2 separate regions of the Mus musculus genome follow, and region 1 is linked to region 2. The links are chromatin contacts, called in public HiChIP or PLAC-seq maps. All regions are on one chromosome and are shown on one strand. Each heading gives the region's core, a stretch centred on a gene start, on an enhancer-like site or on the middle of the called end of the contact. The rest is flanking DNA. Distances are from core to core; before and after follow the strand shown.

Region 1 (3,470 bases), core at 795-3,294, 470 kb after region 2:
AGTGTCAAACAGGCAGCCTCCCAGTGTACAGCAGCAGGATGTAGTCTAGCCCTTATGGCATTTTTATTAACTAAACCCTGATGACTGTTATTCTAGACAGTATTCTACAAAGTCTGGGACAGATACTGACACTAAGTGTCTCTTATTCTGGGGTGACAGTCCTTTCCTTTTTGAGACATCAAAGCATCCTTTTTGGCCATTCAATTCAACAAAACCTTGTGTGTGTTAGGATTACAGGACTGAGCAGAGTTGGAAATCACATAGGTAAGGCCTCAGGAATTCTTGGTTGAACACTCTACAGCCGAGCCAGATAGATATTAACAGGGTCTCGACTTTCGTTCTTACCTCTTGAGGATCCTGGATTCACGTGTCCCTCAAACACCACAGATTGTCAGTTAATATTTCTCTTTCAAGATTCAAAACATCTTTTATAACAAAAACAAACCTCTACTAGGGCAAACACACTGGCCAAGAAGAATCCTTATACTTCAGGAGGCACAGAATTGCCTGGGGAGCCACTTAAAACACAAACTTGTTTCTATTCCCAGGTTTTCAGGTTCTTTACATCAGGGATGAAGCCCATAATTTGCATACCCAACCGTTTTCAGAGAAGCATAGGCCACTGGTCTTAGCAACCCCTCAAGATCCACTAATTAAGGAATATCCCTTCACACTTGTAGCAAGCTCAATTGTCAAGCCATGTAAGGAAATTTTAATTTGTACATTTTAGTAAGAGGATGATAGTCCCTCTTACATGAGCAGAACCAGAGCTTGTGATATTACAATTCTGAAAGGTTGGGCCAGATGTGGTAACACACACCTTTAAACCCAGCAGACTAGAGGCAGAGGCAGAAGCAACAGGCAGATTTATGAGTTCCAAACCAGCCTGTTTAACACAGAATTCCAGGTTAACCAGAACTACACAGTGAGACCCTGTCTCTGAAATGAAAGGAAGAAAAAAAAGGAGGAGGAGGGAGAAGTATGGTATGGACAAAAAAAAAAAAAAAAAAAAAAAAAAAAGACGAGAGTAACACTGGAACAATGAATGTCTAGACTGCTTAGAAAAATGGAAAGCAGCTAAAGCAAAGTCACACACATTTCAGTATTCCAAAGAAATGCCTCAAATATTGTATTACTGGCCGGCCCAGTCTTTGAAATGGTACGGGGAAACCGCGTGCCCTTCCTAGAACTCTCTCGGACAGTGCTGCCCAGCGCTCCAGCAATACTGTGCCATGATCCACACTGCCACCGCCAGAAGCAGGCGAGGGGCAGGGTTTCCGACAGCAACACCTGAAAAGGGCGGGTCCGGAGAAAAGCTAGCTTAGCTTTGGTGAATTTTCCCACCGCGTCTCCACGTAAGCGCATTAAAGGAAAAGAAAACACACCCAAAGACCACTATCAATGGTTTCGTAGCTTCTTTGTGCTATGTGTCCAAGAGAACTGAGCAAGTGCACCAAGAAAAGGACAGATAGCCAACAGGTGCTCCAGTTGCTCCGCAGGGGTCCTGGTCTCAGGCTGGGGTTGGAGGAGAGAGGGAGAGAAGGGAGAAGAGTAGGAAAAAGAGAAAGAGGGGCAGCCCCTCGCTCACCTGGTTAAGCTCCGTCTCAGCTGCAATTCTCAGCTTTGGGTCGATAGTGCCCTTCAGCGCCTGGATGATCCGATTGAGGTCCATGTCCGCGGGCGGGAGCTCGGGTCCCAGAGCCAGCAGGCCGGGTTGCAGCCGGGATGTCTCCTGGCCCTTTTTGGCCCCCTCTACCTCAGGGGACCACCTCACCCCCACCCCCTGCCGCTGCCACCACCGCCTGCAGCTACTTGCTGCGCCACTCTGACTCCGCGCCCCCTGTCCTCCCTCCTTCCCCCCGACAACTCTCTCTCCATTCACCTTTTACGACAGCCGGTGGGAGGTGGAAGAGGAAACGGAGACTCCTTTACGGCTGCCTCTTCCCCTGGCGTGCTGCACTGACCAGCACCCGCCAGAGACGCCATGATGCTCGTCTCAGGAGCCGGCATTCATTGCACAGCGGTGCTGCTACAGGAAGTCGCTCAAGTTTGTTCCAAACACCAGACTCCCGCAGACGGCCGCCATGATGCGGTACGGAAATCCTAGCTTGTCCACCCACTGGTGTGACCAAAGTAAGTTAATTGGCCTGGCATCTATTTACAGTTGTTGCAAATTAGGCATATCTAAAGGGAGTGGTACTTTTTGTTCGAGAACTCTGAACATCACAACTGAGCTGTTTCAAGACAAACTTACTGGAATCCTGAACTTACGTAGCTTACAGAAGAGGTTTCCTTTAATGTTTGAGCGCCACCCTTTATCCTGCCATTCATTCTTTGAACATTTGTTAAAAATGTTTACAGACAGGCACCATGTTATAATAACAAGATAAAATTTAATGCAGGTTTGTATGTATGAAAACTCAAAATCTAATAGATAATCAAATGTGTGTGTGTGTGTGTGTGTGTGTGTGTGTTTCTCTTTAGAGTGTAAAAACACAAAAATGCAGTAGTCAAGGAAACTATATGACCAAAAGTGCCCAAAATGTCCAGACTTTCACTGTGAAAGGCAAGAAGGGTTATGCTGTTTCCATCTACAACTGCAAAGCATACAAAACATAAAGTAAAGATGATTGTGGGCAAATGCTGCTGAGATGTGATCCTCCAAGGAGCATATAATTACGATGTATTGGTTCAATTAAATTTAAGAACAGTGTAGAAAATGAGACAGGATGTATGCTATATGACTGATTGCTTCCAGCAATGCCCATTTCAGTCCATTATGCACACAGCCATCAGAATGAAAAATGCATTTTCAATTTGAAATGTTACCTTTGCTACCTGCACCCCCAATTTCCTTTACTTATGATATCAACTCTAATAGACCTTTGAGTGGAAACATCTAGTTTCTTTGGAAAGTTATGTCAAATGATGGTTTGCAGGAGCACACAGGTGGATGTCAGTGCTAAAGCAGACACAGGTAAAAGGATATTTTGCTGGAGCAGACACAGGAAAAAAGTTTTTCCTCTAGCAGACACAGGTGAAAGGATGTCTTGATATAGCAAACACGTGAAAGGATGCTTGATGAAGGAGTATAAATATGACCCCCAAAGACAGTGGGAAACAAGCAATGAGCGTTGGTTTGCTCTGCCTTGCTAACACTCTATGAGCCTTCTATTGTTGCGTTCAACTTGTGGTAACACCAGCACTGAGAAAAATTCGTCCAAGAACTGCTTGTGAAGTTCCTGCAGCAGCTAGTAGCTTCTGCTGGTGAACCTGGCAATTTCTTCAGGATTGAACAACAGCTTCTGGTTCCTGCCTAGTGTCTGCCTGCCTAGAGAACTGGTCTGCAGCTGCTGAGTCTTATTTGGTGATTGCTACAGGACTGAACTACTGAGAAAGATCAAGCTCACCCACAAAGAAATACTGCTGAACAGGCTCACTCTCCCCGTACCCTAATAACTTTTCTCTTC
Region 2 (3,711 bases), core at 80-2,579:
ACACAGAGAAACCCTGTCTCAAAAAAAAAAAAAAAAATTGAGACACTGTCTCCCCAGCTCAGGAGGGTCTTAAGTTTCCTGTATAACCATGGATAATTTTGAACTGATTCTCCTGTCTGCTCGGATTACAGGTTTATGTCCACCAGACCAGGTTTGGGAGGTGCTGAGGAAAGAAACCAAGGCTTCCTGAACACTAGGCAAGCATCACTAGCTCATAACTGGCTTTAAGCCCTAGAACACCTTCAGGTTTCATTTAAGTTAAGTTAGAGAAAAATAAATCAAGTTTTTCTTGTTTAAAACAGCACCCAAACCTAAGTCCCAAGGGTATTCTTTATTTTTACTCAAATAACAAACATGAACTATGCAGCCCTGGGCTCTAAACGGTTTGGAGATAGTGTCTGGACCAGGCTAGTCTCAGAGATCCACCTGCCTCTGCCTCCCCAGTGCTAGGAAAAAGAAGTGAACCACTGTATTTGTTTTTTTTTTACCATTGAAAAATCTATTTTTTTACCAGTTAACTATTCAAATCATAATATATACACGTTTTTTAAAAATTATCTACTTGGGTTTTTTTTTTTTTTTTTTTTGGGTTTTTTAAAACAAGTCCTTCTCTGAGGAGTTAAGGCTGTCCTGGTCTTTTGTAGATGTGGGAAAAATGCCAACAAAAAACATGCCTGCCTCTGCCTCCCGAGTGCTGTAATGAAAATGGTCTGCCACCACGTTTGGCGACACAGGGTTTCTCTGTGTAACCCTGGCTGTGCTGGAACTCACTCTGTAGACCAGGCTGGCCTCGAACTCGGAAATCCTCCTGTCTCTGCCTCCCGTGTGCTGGGATTAAAGGTGTGTGCTGCCACTGTCCGGCGCTGTTTTCTAACTTTAAATTTTTTATAAAGTACACAGAGCAGCATGCTGAGAGTCTCAGGTTTAGTTGCCCCCCCCCCCCCCCCCCCCCCCCCCCCCGAGCGTGAGCAACCATGTGCGCATGCGTGTGGAAACAACCACTCTCTTCTTTGAAGCAGGACCTCTCAATCAAACTCAGAGCTCATTGATCTGGCCAGTCTTTCCTGTCCTCTTGCTCTGAGGATCGGGTCTCAGCCTCCAAGGCTGAAATTACAGGCAACTGTCAAGCACACCCAGCATTCATTTGGGATCTGAACTCCTGTCCTTACTCTTTCACAGGAAGCGCTTAGACCACTCTGCTACTTTCTGGACCAGATGCTGGTGCGTTTGTTTTTAATGTTTCCCCAAACATCCAGGCCTTTAGAATGCCAAGTCAGGATGTTTGCAGGGACATTACCCTCCGGAATTGCTGAGTGATTGCGGGGATCCCACGCTCTTAAAGCTATTCTCATCCAGGGCTGTGAGGGGGATTAAGCTGCATGAATGCTCACGGCTCAACTGCACTGTTGTCTGGAACATAAATTACGGGGTAGAACACTGCATAGTTAACTAAGCCCTTTATTTGAGCACATCTGCACCCCCAGTATCATACTCACACCTGTTTCTGCTGCCCCTAATTGGTATCCAGTCTGTGATGTGCATGAAACCCTAAGTGGCATTTGAAGCCAAGCCCTTTGGGCATAAGTATCATTGTAAAAAAACAACAAATAAAACAAAACCAAAAAACTCTCCCTATTCACTGCGGAGACTCTTAGAATATTTTTGTAATACCTAGTGGAAGAGGAGGGGGACTCGCTAGTAAATTCAGGGGAATGTAATGGACTCGCAGGACCGAGTGAGTGCCACAAGGCCAACATTCTGCGCTTTAAACATATGGCTTTTCTTATGAGATGAGATGGGAGGAAAACATGTAATTCGAGTCTCAAAATAGCCTAAGCCAAGCACCAGGCATTGTATGAGATACGAATCTCTATTTATTTATAAGCCCAATTACTAAGGCATATTGCTTCGGCATCTTATATATGAAGTGTGACAATAAAGAAATGAGATCAGGCTCTTTTGTTGTTTGGCTCATAAACTGGCACTGATGGAATTTTCAAAATAAGAGTTTCTAAACAATATTAAGGAACTAAGGATGAGTGGAGCAAGTTTATAGCCAAGACCACTGCCAAAGATAAGAGTCCTCTTACTGTGTAGCTCTGATTTCTGTACTGAAACCAGTCATAGTCCTTGATCTACATAGCTCACATATAATGTCAACTTGTTAATAAACTCCAATGGTGAAGAACATATATATCCCCCCTCTTTTTTTTTTCAGTTTTGTAAATCCTGAGAGCCATAAGCCAGTGGTTCAGTCTTTGGTATTACAATAGGAAACTCCTTCAAATATACATGTTATCTGACTGTGCCAGAGGTAGGGAAAATGCCATCCTTTGAGACTAGGATTAAACAACTGTGGCTGGAGAATGGGTTCTGTAGTGATTTATGGTCTCCCATGGAGATCAGTTCCCAGCACCTGTTTAGTGCTGTCATAACTGCCTCTAATTCCATTCCTCTTCTAGCCTAAGATGGTCTAAGATCAGTGCTTATTGTTTCTCTCTCCTTCTTCCCTCCCTCCTTCCTCCTCCCTCCATTTCTCTTTCTCTTCCTGACTTTTTCTTCCCCTTCATTGTTTTTGTGATACTAAGGGTAGGATATGCTAGGCAACCATTCTACCAATGAGCTTTATCTCCAGCCCTACTTTTGCATTTAAAAAAAAAAAATCTTATTTGACAGTTGTCTAAAGTATGTACACACACACACACACACACACACACACACACACACACTGTACTCAACCCCCAATCCCTTCTCTCCCCAGCTCTCTTTTATACTTTGTATTTTGAGACAGGGTTTTACTAGGTTGTTCAGGATGGCCTTGAACACACTAGTCAACCAGGCTAGTCTTGAATTTTTGATCCTCCTTAGCCTCCTGAGATACTGGGATTACACAGGCCTGTATCTATTCTATAAATAGAAGTCTATTTCTATTCACCCCAGATAGAGAGGGCCAAACAGGCGGAACGAAGAATCCTAAGTGTAAGTAGAAGAACCAGTGAGTCTGGGGCTGACTTAGAGAAGGAGTATGGGCGGGGCCACAGGAGCATGGGCAACTATACCATCAACGTGTCTCCATATGCAGAATTCTCAGCTGCTTACACATCCTGGGAAGGAGCCCAGGTGCCAGGTATTGTCCTCTTTCCCTTCTGGAGGGAGTGTTAATGAGCCCAGTGTAGCCAGAGTCTGCCTGCGGGCTAAGTGGGGTTCTGCAACACAGACCTCATTAGCCTCAGTTGGAAGAACTGTCCATCCCAAGCAAGCACTGTGAGGTGAGCGGGTGAGCTGCCACATGATGTCATTACTTTGGACACAGAGCTTCCAAACTGACCACTGTCACTGTCTCACCAGTGTGTCAGTGGAAATGTGAGCTGGCTTTCAAAGCACCGCATGTATTCTTTTTAGTAAGGTGTCTTCCTCCTGCCGGCCCACACCATACACTTTATTCTCATTTCTTTCAGTGCCTTCATTATTTCACTTTTCTTCTCAACTCTTCCTACCACCTCACCCCTTCTCTTATAGTATGCTATATGCTGTTCTTGGTTACGGGAAAAAATAATTAAACAATGTATGAGTATACACACACATACGTGAGTCAAGGAGTGATAGTAAGCTAACAATATAAGTCTATCTGGACTGCTTAACAGGACCCAGTCGGTTCTGTCAGTCATTAGTGGAAGCGAGACACTACTTGGCATCCACTAGGATGTCTGG

What was found. HiChIP or PLAC-seq counts read pairs in DNA pulled down with a chosen protein or histone mark.
Region 1: an H3K27ac HiChIP or PLAC-seq map of embryonic stem cells shows a contact between it and region 2, with 9 read pairs. The contact joins the promoter of 2610017A05Rik here to the enhancer-like site in region 2. A contact is called at or near these places in 3 of 39 promoter capture datasets (cranial neural crest, embryonic stem cells and frontonasal cranial neural crest), 1 of 484 Hi-C or Micro-C datasets (embryonic stem cells), 15 of 115 datasets of contacts at active chromatin or transcription factors (astrocytes, bone marrow-derived macrophages, embryonic limb bud and 3 more) and 2 of 9 other capture datasets (adipose tissue and embryonic stem cells).

Annotation. Positions count from the first base shown.
Region 1 is chr6:148,829,576-148,833,045 of GRCm38.p6, forward strand. 2610017A05Rik (a long non-coding RNA gene) reads left to right here and starts at 2,045. Exons shown (of 2, transcript XR_869626.1): 1 at 2,045-2,133; 2 at 3,290-3,470. It overlaps Ipo8 (importin 8), which reads right to left and starts at 1,892. Exons shown (of 25, transcript NM_001081113.1): 1 at 1,589-1,892. The coding sequence starts at 1,672.
Region 2 is chr6:148,357,657-148,361,367 of GRCm38.p6, forward strand. The region is part of intron 5 of Tmtc1 (transmembrane and tetratricopeptide repeat containing 1); the gene reads right to left. Among named protein-coding and RNA genes, the nearest start is that of Tmtc1, 85 kb to the right of the region's middle. Within about 2 kb of position 1,330, at least 29 of the 459 cell types and tissues checked have an H3K27ac peak or open chromatin away from gene starts, as enhancers often do. A contact at or near this core is called in embryonic stem cells, where this site is marked.